Regions from separate parts of the Hordeum vulgare genome. Here region 2 is linked to region 1. A link is a contact called in public Hi-C data. All regions are on one chromosome and are shown on one strand. Each heading gives the region's core, a stretch centred on a gene start, on an enhancer-like site or on the middle of the called end of the contact. The rest is flanking DNA. Distances are from core to core; before and after follow the strand shown.

The links. A called contact is a pair of places that touch in the nucleus more often than the background predicts.
Region 2: a contact with region 1 is called in a Hi-C map of leaf, with 5 times the contacts expected there. The contact joins the promoter of LOC123401565 here to the promoter of LOC123406241 in region 1. A contact is called at or near these places in 5 of 6 Hi-C or Micro-C datasets (leaf, seedling and an unstated tissue) and 1 of 1 datasets of contacts at active chromatin or transcription factors (embryo).

The regions. Positions count from the first base shown.
Region 1 is chr6H:55,224,621-55,230,230 of MorexV3_pseudomolecules_assembly, forward strand. LOC123406241 (auxin response factor 5-like) reads right to left here and starts at 3,834. Exons shown (of 14, transcript XM_045099728.1): 1 at 3,360-3,834; 2 at 3,101-3,219; 3 at 1,786-1,884; 4 at 1,640-1,696; 5 at 1,387-1,542; 6 at 1,217-1,301; 7 at 1,027-1,117; 8 at 725-889; 9 at 493-615; 10 at 265-340; 11 at 40-169. The coding sequence starts at 3,414.
Region 2 is chr6H:55,517,262-55,522,764 of MorexV3_pseudomolecules_assembly, forward strand. It overlaps LOC123401565 (L-arabinokinase-like), which reads right to left and starts at 3,822. Exons shown (of 28, transcript XM_045095392.1): 1 at 3,522-3,822; 2 at 3,263-3,439; 3 at 3,065-3,148; 4 at 2,862-2,938; 5 at 2,223-2,289; 6 at 1,876-1,933; 7 at 1,712-1,779; 8 at 1,565-1,627; 9 at 1,345-1,398; 10 at 1,157-1,259; 11 at 961-1,070; 12 at 667-786; 13 at 309-365. The coding sequence starts at 3,632.

The DNA.
Region 1 (5,610 bases), core at 2,584-5,083:
AGAAATTCACTGTCTTTGTCATAGTAACACCAGACATACCTAATTGCCTAGGGCGCTTCACACCGAAAAATGGCTGTGGACATATGAAAAAGGGAGCAGCAAGCGGTTCGATCTCCCAGATTGATACTCTGTTCCTCCTTTCTCCTGCAGCCGACTCGTCCCACCCAACCTATCAGATAAAATCAAATCAGTGAATGAGAAAGAAAAATGGATAAAGAACACAGTGGCAACAGCTAAAACTTGGATGGTGTTCATAAATCCAACCTGTAAGCTACGCCACTGGGAATTTTTCCATCTCACTGGATCTAGATCACTTATTCCAGTTATCGTACCCATGTACCTGAAAAGTGTAGATGGTTTAGTTAGCTAATTTACTACCAGTAACTTAGCCATGAATATCGTCACTTATATTTGAAAATGTAACAAAATGCATGACTTGTCAGGAAACTTTGAGCTTTAGAGAGAAGAGTCCGCATGGGTAATTTGACATACCGTCTTGTTCCTAATTCCTCGGTCTCGCACATCATGCGGAAACGCATCCCCAAAGAGATCTGATTACTATACATTGCCTTCTGGTATTTGGCAAATGGGATAACAAATTCAGTAGGACTGGCCCTGAAAGTCCATAGTTCAAAACATAGTTATGATGGTTACTGGATTTATACGGAAGCTACTAGGTAATTAGCATGATCATTGAAACTAAACCACAGATTTAGAAGCTCACCTAGGATTATAAAATATGGTAAATGGGCTGGTGTTGGCAGAAGCATGTGCAGCTGCAGCAAGGACCCCTATATGCATACTGTCGCTTGAAAGGACCGAAGACGATATGTTTGTGGGTTGTCGGTTAGCGCGTCTGATTCCCAGTAGAAGTTGCTGTTTTTCATCTCTGGAAGGTAGCACATAAAACACAATGTGGCATTTACTTTTCCAGTTTGGTTCTTTATTTCAAACTATCTGTTGCTAAATATTCTAGGATGAATCGATATAGGCTTTCAGAAGATGGAAGGAAGCATGGTCATTTACCTAACAAATATGACAGAATCACCAGCAAATAGCTTCTTGCCGCTCACAAAGAGGCTCCAACCAGTAGTAAGTAAATGTCTTTTGGGCTGACCTGATTATTACAAAGCACAATGATATTAGTCAAACCCCAACCGTACCCGATTATTGCAGCAGAAAGAAGCTGTACTCAATTGTGCTACATTTCATGTACCCCGAAATATATGGCGGAATGTCCACACATTGTCATGTATATCTCTGGCCTGCAACTCTTGGCACGGAGGCTGCAACGAGAAATCCTACAACAGAGTAACGAAATGAAGATGTGACCATGATACCGTAGTTTTTGTCACGGAAAAGCCTGGAAATCTGAAGCGTGCTTACCAGGGAAGGGAATATCTTCTCCGCGGCACGGCGAGGCACAGAGAAGCCTCCGTGTGTGCTTGTATCGCTCGCGGTGAGCGTCTTGCAGAAGAACTCCATCTGTGGCCTCGCTTGTCTTAGTGCAAGCTCTGACAGCTGCAACGCCTCTTTTGCATACTGATAAAAACACATGATCAGGGGCAACACAGGGATTAAGGCATTGGAAACATGCAGAGCAATTTTTGGGGAAAACCTGCAGAATTCAGATGCTTACTGTATTCACTGGCTGAAGAGTCATCTGCGCATACACCTCATCAGTGTCCGGATCTGCCTGAAAAATCAAGAAACAACATCTTCTCAGAATTCGCGATCGCGGGCGCACCATGTCGAACAGTATGGGCAACCAGGCTGTTAGATTACTTGCAAAGTGACGCTGTGCAGAAGACATATCAGCTTCGAGGGAAGGTTGGGGTAGCTCGGCACGTGCGCTTCGACATCCTTTTGCATAGAAGCTGCAACCTGAACCAGACACATGCCAAGTCCAAGTAAGTTCCCTTTTATATTTCGAATATGAAGGGTAGCGACCATTTTACTATTGAATAAAGTTCATCCATGTAAAAGGATAAGAACAACATTTTCAAACTGTGAAGCAATGGATAGGAAAAAAAATGAGGCGGCTAAACCAAGTAGCAGGTATTGTGGACAAGGGTTTTCCAAAAACAAATCCAGCTGCTTTCTGTACACGTAGTGCATTGGCATCCTTCCTAGTACCCATCATTTACATTGCTAAAACTTTCGATTGAAAAAAAAAAGAATTATCGCATGGAATGATTGAGGAAGTACAAGCATTCAAACATGCTGCCCTTTGTATATACCAACTTTCTGCAGCTTCCCTAAAAAATGAAATGAAAAAGTATTTTTGAAGTGCAGAAAGTGCAGCCTCATGAGTGAACTCCTTTTAGATGAACTCTGCATGCATAGGTACACTGCTAAAGTGTTCCCCCCACATATCATCATGGGCAACACAGCCAATGTTCCACAAACATTAAAAAACAAATTTTTTTTGCTCAACTTTTTAAAAGGGGAGCACGGCAGCAGAATTAGGGAGTGATCTTTGCGGAATCTATCAAGAAGACCGTAAGCATACCAGCTGAAAATCTTCCTGAAAGCAGGCTGTTTTTTCAGTGCAGAATCAGTGGAAGGTGCAACAGAAATCAGTACCATAAATGCAAAGAAATACTACATGGATGCATGTTGCATGTACCAAACCTGTTAACAAGAAAACAGTACTCCTATCCTATGCAAGACACCAAAAGCCAACAAAAAGAAATGAAGCAAGTAGGCCCAAAGCTCCCAACCACTCCTCCAATAACCCAAGAATACTACTACTGGCTTGAGATAGCAATTAGTAGTAGCAAGCAAGTATAGCCCAAAATGCAATATATCCATGATAGCATCTTCTTTTTCTGTGTGGGAGAATCAGTATACCATGTTATGAACCCTCTTGAACTTCAAAGGATTCTCCCATCCCATGGCAGATTAAATAAAAAAAAACATTTTTTTATAAAAAAAAAATCAAATGCTTGCTCTGAAAAGATTTATAGAGCAGGGAATCGATTTAGTTGCAAGCACACACGATGTTATCATTCAAGAAGAGAACCATGGGGAGTGTAGACTGTAGAGCGCTGTGGAAATGGCTCCAACATGCGGCGTCCGGCAAGAAAGTCTGGCTCACCTGCTCGCTGTGGCCTTGGGGGAAGTAGACGACGAGGCTGCCCACCGGCGGCAGCGACACCAGCGGGCCCGCGCAGGCGTGCCACAGCTCCCCGTTGATCGCCGGCGCCTTCCGCTCCCCTGCGCCCGCCGCCGCGTCAGCGACCGAGAAAAGGAGAGACGACCCCTTCCTTTTCTACAAGCCGTGCCACCTCCGCCTCGCCGGAGCGCGGGGAGGGGCCGGAGAAATGCGCGAAAAGCAAGAAGGAAGTGACGAGTACCTTCGCTCGGAGCGGAAGCACCGACGACGGCGGAGCTCGCCGGCGACTGCGCCATGGCCGCCTTCCACGCGGGAGCTTGCTAGCTTCGGCGGCTCGCGCGCATGGGTCACGGAGGAGCGCGCGCGGCGCCGAGCTCTTCTTTTTTCGCTCCTTTCCGCCGTCTGGGTCCCGGTCGCCGGCTGGCTGGATGGCCGGCCGGGCTCTTCCACAAAGCTGCCGTGCCCCAGCGAGCGGCGGCGGCGCCCCCGTCCCGACAAGCTAGACTAGAAGCAGCAGCAACACGGAGGCCAAGGACCCCGTCTAGTCCTACTAGTAGAGAGAGAAGGAGCTAGAGAGAGAGAGAGAGGGAGGGGTGAGAGTTGTGAGCTGCTGCAGCTGAGGTCTCTGGGCTTTGCTGTCGCTGGTTGGTGCGTCGTGTGTGCTGCTGCCTGTCGGGAGTTAAAACCGAGACGCTTCTTCTGTCTCTCTCTCTCTCCTCTTTGTTTTTTATACTCCGTTTTACTCTGATGAAGTGAGGCTCGAGGGGGGAATGGGAATCGCAGTGGAGGGAGGGAGCTCCGCTTGCGGCTTTTCGGGAGCCATTTCGTGCTTTTCCTAGTGTTTCAGGAATTATCCCTTCTTTTCAGAAAAGGGGCAATAATACCAACTCCCATCTGTGGGCCTTTTTTTTATTCGACGGATTGCTGAAGGGTTTTTACAAAAAAATCATGCACTCGAACCTATTTTCTTCGTTTCTAAATATAGGTTTTTTATAGATTTTATTGTTGACTACATACATATGTACTCCCTCCGTTCCTAAATATAAGTCTTTTTAAAGGTTTTATTAGGACACTACATACGGAGGTATATAGACATACTTTATAGTATAGATTAACTCATTTTGCTTCGTATATAGTCACTTAGTAAAATATCTTAAAAGATTTATATTTAGAAACAGAGGGAGTATATTGGAACGGAGTAAGTACATTTTCCTGTGTACAGTCAAACGGCCAATATTAATCATGTACTTGTATTGAAAATGATATAACATTGCATTCTTTGTCTCCTCTATTCCCGTGTTTTACAAACGGGGACTAATCTTCGCCGGCGCGCCGGCCCAAACTTTCAGCCGGTCGCGCGCGAGCCGCAGGATCCATCAACCTCGCGTCGTCCGCACCGTTGGATCCGCATGTAACATTTTTTCCCCTATGCAGCAAAATTGCGATGCAATGCAGCAATTTTTTTAACGGTTGCAACAAAAAATAAAATTTGTAGCAAAAAAAAATATCTACGTGATCGTAGCAAAAAAAAAAAAACTGATGGTACGTGATAGCAAAAGTCAAACGTCGGTTGTAACAAATATTTATGTAACGTGTATGCAACTTTTTTAGTGAACGGTTGCAGCAAAACATGATGCCGGTTGTAGCAAAAATTAACACGGTTGTAGCAGAAAGTAAAAAACATCGATTGTAACGAAAAATCCGACGAACTGGAGTTGCAACCAAACGTATATGCAACCTTTTTACTGGGACAAAAAATAGTAAAAAAAAACGCTTGCAGCAAAAATAACGCTGCTTGCAACATATTTAGACGAAAAATGTTACATCCATTGATCAGAGAAGCGCGCGGGTGGGAAAAATGTTGCAAGGGCCCGCACGCGAGGGGCTACCGGCGCGTCGCGGGTGGGAAACGATTCCCTTTACAAATCAAGCGAACCAAATAAGCCATACAAAACAGAATATCTGCACGACCAGCATTTTGAGAGACTTTAAGGGCTCTTTTGATTCAAAGGGATTTTATAGAATTTTTAAAGGGCTACAATCCATAGAAAGTTTGTCGTTTGATTCCCAGGTTTCAATCCTATAGGGTTTTTTCCCCTATGGAATCCAGTGTATAGTGTACCACGTTTCAATGAAAATCTAGCATACCTTCTCTTTTGAATTTCATTGGAATCCAGTGGCATCAAACACTTTATGTAAAATTTCCAGGATTCAAATGTACGTATCAATCAAATTCTATATTTTTTTCTATTTCTGTGTTTTGAGAATCCTACAAATCAGCGAGGGCTTTAAAGCATCTTCAACAAAGGCGTCGAAAATCATGCACGGGGTAAAAACCGTTGTTTTGATGGGCGAATGGCCGTGTGGAGCGCGGGCCTGCGCGCCATTTTTTGGCGTGCATCGACAAGCGCACGCCATAATTCTGCATCGCGTCCGTGCTCATCAACAACCCATTCCCTCCCGCGCTTTCTCCTCTTGCTTTCTTCCCACGC
Region 2 (5,503 bases), core at 2,572-5,071, 290 kb after region 1:
TTCTAGAGTAGAACTCCTTTTAAGACTATTTGGAGATGAATAAAGCAAAACTATGGCAGTATCTTTTACAAATTAGGACAAGCAATGTTAGTTTTCTTTTGTATTATATATACAGATTACTTATATGAAGTGTTAAAGCAAGAAGTTTTTAGTATAACACTATTAGGAGATGAATAAAACAAAACTATGGCTTCATAACAACATGGAAATAAATCAGAAGAGTGAGTCGATATGAAAATCAAGGTACAACAGTTGGTAAAATAAGCCCAATGATCATAGTCGGCATTATTATATGTACAGTCACCCACCTTGCCTGAAATATACTTCTTCCCGATAGCAGTATCCTGGAGGATATGTGCAGCCACCTGAATGAAGAAATAAAAGCTTAGAATGTTTAAAAGGGCGATTGCAATGCAATCTAATAAGTGGACTGGACTTCATACACGTTATATCTATTTGTTCGAAGGGAAACAAGAAATGGGATATTAAGTTGCTGCCTCCTGATTATTTGGAAGAACTGATTCAGCAAGCTATTTAAATGCTTCTTATATTTAAAACCAAACTGCCCCTGGTTGTTCTGTGGAAATATAATCACCAACATGATTTCTAATTGAGTTGGCAAATAACATTCACAAATATTGCACCTGGGAGCGGATAGTAGATTACCTCGCCACCGTTTATTGGACGATCATAGCAGGGCTTAAGTGTTAAAGCACGTAGCAGATAAGGTTTCCAATGTCCAGTAAGTAAATCCCTCCGTATCATCTCAATGCCACATTGATAATGCTGTTTTTAAGGGAGAAAAGAGTATACAAGACAGCGTGTCATGGTACTTGAGTGACAGGCTTATATAGCTCTGGAATACCCCCTCCTTCCCATAATATAAGACATTATTACATCCAATATTATGGGACGGAGGGAGTACCATTTATAGAAGGTGATGCTCAGAGATGCTTTTACCTCAAGCATATTCCGCAAAAAAGGCTCCTCATTGAAATAATCTCTACGAACAAATACAAATGGCAGCTTGTATGCCAAAGCCTCACTCACGGTACCATATCCAATTTTCCCTACATGAGAGAGCCACAACATCTGTTATGTGTTGGGCAAGAAAACGAGCAACAGAGAAAATAACACCAACGAACATTGTATTTACCAAGCATGCAGTCAGATGCTGCCATTAAATCAGGTGTGTACGCATCCTTTGCGAGCTTGATATAATTTGGAGGAAGCTCTTGAGTATCAGATGCACCACATACCTGTCAGAAAATAGCATAATTTCAGCAAGAAAGGTTGGCAGGGCACTGAAAGGAAGCAAATTAATTGTCGTCAAACAAACTATACCAAACAAAGCCAACCATCAGGCAACCACTCTTTCTTCAATTTCCATCCTGCCGGCTGGAGAACAGAGTATCATCATCATAATGACATTAATATTGAACTAGTCTAAAAAACATATATCAAATTTCAACAGAGATGCGCGATTAGCTGCCATCAGTTAATTTATTAAAATGAAGTAAACCATCCACGTATAAAAAGAAGTCCTGCTTAGTTAATGGCCCACCTGTCCTCCAAAGTTGAAAATGACCACCTTAACATCATCTGCAATCCCTAGTTCCTTTCTCACCTGATATATGAAAATTGTAGAGGTCAGGAACAAATGATATAGGTTAGTTTATAGAGTAACACTCTCAAGCAGAATCATACATACCTCGGATCTAGATTTATGTAATCTTCTGACCACAAGAGGCACATCAATAACATCACGGAAAGCAGGCACTGTAGAAGATAAAATCAATCACTTCTTATTCATGAGAAGTGCAAGTCAATATTTAGAATCTTTGGAAATATCATCACTCAGACAGAGGGACATACTAGGGCAGTATCCAGGGAGTCGTAGTAAGAACTCACAGTGTGAGTAATCCTCTGCTATCTACAGTTATTATCAACAGGTGTACATGGTTATTACACAAACATAATAAATCACAGCTTGCATATGTACACTGTGAATGGCACAATATTAAGGAAAATTATAGATGTCGATTTCAGCTCTGGAAGGGGGATGCTTTTAGAACTTAGTGCCAGCCAACTAATTAACACTGCATTTAATAATAAAAACCAGCATATATACAAGACTTGTCCTAAAGGTAGAAAACTTCTAAACTTAAATTTAGCATGCCAGCAAGTGCTACAAGAAGGAACTAAGTCTGCAAGCATGGCACCTGCCACACAATTGAGCGATGATGATTTCCAGCTGCTACAACATACTCTGCATAAATGAAGTCCCAACTGCAAATTGGAGATAAAGATCAGGGGATTCTCCATGGAAACCCAAATAAGATGACTATGCAAAAAAGTTATAAAAACAATTATTTGCATACTGCCTGTCAGTTCCAGATAAAATCTACTCCCTCCGTTCACAAATATAAGATGTTTTAGATATTTCAATATGGACTACATACACACTGAAATGGGTGAACAAACATACTAAAACGTGTCTATACTCTATATACATCCGATTCAGAAAAAGGTTAAAACATCATATATTTATGAACGGAGGGAGTAACTGAATTTTGTTAGCATTACACAGAGCTGCAGAATTGGTCCATTAGATGTTTTTAATATTGTGGCTTAAATATATAGCAGAGAACAATTTATGCACAGAGAGGAAGAAGTTACAGAAAATACATCAGTATGTATGTGCCATGCCATCAAAGATGTTAGCAGCAGAAAATAGACATAAATTAGTTGAGTTGACCACAGTAAGTAGTAACTAAACACTGATTCCCTAAAATACTTGCTGGACAACCTACATGACAACTTGCAACACCTAGCACGAAACAAGCAGAGGAACAACTCACCTGAAGTTGGTGACGCACACGGAACGAATGCCAGCATCTGCAGCCGCCCTACACGCCACGGGGACAACATCCGAAACCTGCCCATGGTCAACAGACAACATAATTCTGAATTCAGATGCTGCATGCCAAAGGGTTCGCGGAGATTCCAGATATCAGATATAACGGTAGAAACCAAGTGGCAGGAGTCGAGAAATTTTTGTTACCACTAGGTCGGCTTTGATTGAGTTGAGCCACTCCACTTCAGTCCTGAGTATGGCCTCGCGGGGCACCACGGCCGTCTGGTGGTACTGCATTCGGCGGCCATCGCACGCTGTCAGTCAACCCACAAGGCAAGGCGCCTGGGGATAGTAAAGAGAAACGACACGGCCGGTCGGGTCGGGGTCGGGGTCGGGATTGTGGACCTTCTCGAGGGACGCGAGCCGGTCGACGGTGAGCGCGTCGGCCTGCACGGCGCCGCAGTCGAGCAGGACCCTGCGGATGTGGAGGCTGGGGGAGTCGATCTCGGTGGTGAAGACGAACTCCGGCGCGGCGGTGACCACGTGCACGTCGTGCCCCGCGCCGATCAGGTGCCTCACCACCTGCGCGCGAACCGAACGGAATTCATCGACCAAAACCGCAGTCGCGGGGGCGGGAGCACACCGAGAGGAAACGGAGGCGGACCTCGAGGGCGCGGGTGGCGTGGCCGAAGCCGTGGCCGGTGATGTAGTAGGCGAAGACGAGGCGCTGCTGCGTCGGCGCCGCCTCCTCGGCGCCGCTTCCCCGGGCCACCATCCTCCGCGCCGCGATCGATCGACCCGTCCCCCGCCCTCGATCTCTGCTGCGGCCGGTCACTGCAGTGCGCTGGGAGGACTGGGTCGGCTGATCGGCCCTTCTTATAGTGGGTCGGGGGGCCTATCCGATCAACCCTTCCCGTGGGATGGGGGAGAGCGAGAGTCTGGGGCGTGGACGTTTGGTTCTATCAGAGTCCCGCGGCCGGCCCACTTTTAGTGCCCGGTTTGTTGTGCCGCTCCTCCCCTCGCGCTTATCCTGTTTCGCTTCCGGTGAATTCGTGTCACGGGCACGCGACGCTGCACTGTGAGGTCAATCTCGGTTTTGATTTGAGCCATGATGGGAGTGACGTGGATGGATGGAGGTAGGGGTGGGATAAGGTAGGGGTTTATCTGCGGCAATCATTCCCGCATATCCCTCCCATTATCACCCAACGGATAGCTGCTTCTATTTGCAAAAAAATAAATCGAAATATAGACTACATACAAATATGTATATATACATATGTATTTTATAGTGTATATTTACTGATTTTGCTTCATTTGTAGCCCGTATCAAAATCTTTTAAAAAAAGTCTTATATTTAGGAACTGGAGGAGTACAATATCTATACTATTGTTAAACATGCGAATATTTTCTTTCTTAAACATGTGTGCAAATATGGCTTCGTCACCTTTTTTAATGTTATGCTAAGAACTCTGCTGGCCAATGAATGATTTATCAGAGTTTCGGCTTGAATTTCAACTATGAGTTTGCTACCGTACGTAGTGGCAATACTACATCAAATATTATTCAACCTTTTCTCTTCAAATGGTGTGTATGTGGTAAATAAAGGATACTAATCACAAGAGCTTGAAAAGGACAACATATTGGTCCGTAGGAGTACCTAAAATTCAGACACCGCGAAACCTTATGCATGATCATTTCTTTGGCATGATCTCATCACCCGACAACAAAAGTTTCAACAAACAATGATTGAAGTAAGCATCTGAGAGCCTTGACTAGAGAACGTTACTAGGAGGTGATGAGAAACACTATATCTTGACTATTTCACAACTCCCTATGTTCAGGTTTGTTTAAAAAGAAAAAGGAAATACATAAAGAAGCTATTAAGTAAGAGGGCCCAAGTATCTGTTTTCATGCTAGATTAAAATTTTGACACGGAGCATAGAATTTTTTTACTGAAGCTCTCGAGGATTGCATCAAAATGTATATATGTTACCTAGCTGAGCATGTGCTACCTTGTACAAATATGATCCATCTTGCTTATAGCTTGCAGATAAGACAAGGATACACTTATGTGCAACAATCATATTGATCAGCTAGATGGATAACTTTGGTTTATCAACCTTTTGCTCGAGGATGAGCAAGGTTTAACCTTAAGGAAGTTGGTGAGTGGATTTTATGCATAATTTTTAGAGTATATTCTGGTGGGAAAAACCCGTCATAACATATCCATCTAGCACTCATACATGTCCCCAATGCATAGTTTTCGTTATTTACTCGTTTTACCAAGTTAATTACACAACTTTTATTTTTATTATCTTTCATTTGTTTTGTGATCTTTGTAGGTGTATTGGCATGCTAAAGTACTTGCCACATCAAAAGAATCAAGTTGGAACTTGGTAGTCAAACCGGAGACACCTAGGGGCGAGACTTGGCCATTCCGAAGGTCGGAAAAAGTGGATTTTCCAAAGTAATCCAAATCAATATCTAAGACCAGGAATGGACCGACGTCGTTCATATGAATCCAACGAGCCCAAGAAAGTTAAATTTCGAGTTTGTATGAAGAAATGACGATCGTTTAACCGGAGCAGGACAAAACACAAGATGACTTTCCAAATGACCGTGTGCGGTCGTTTCAACAGTCGTTTG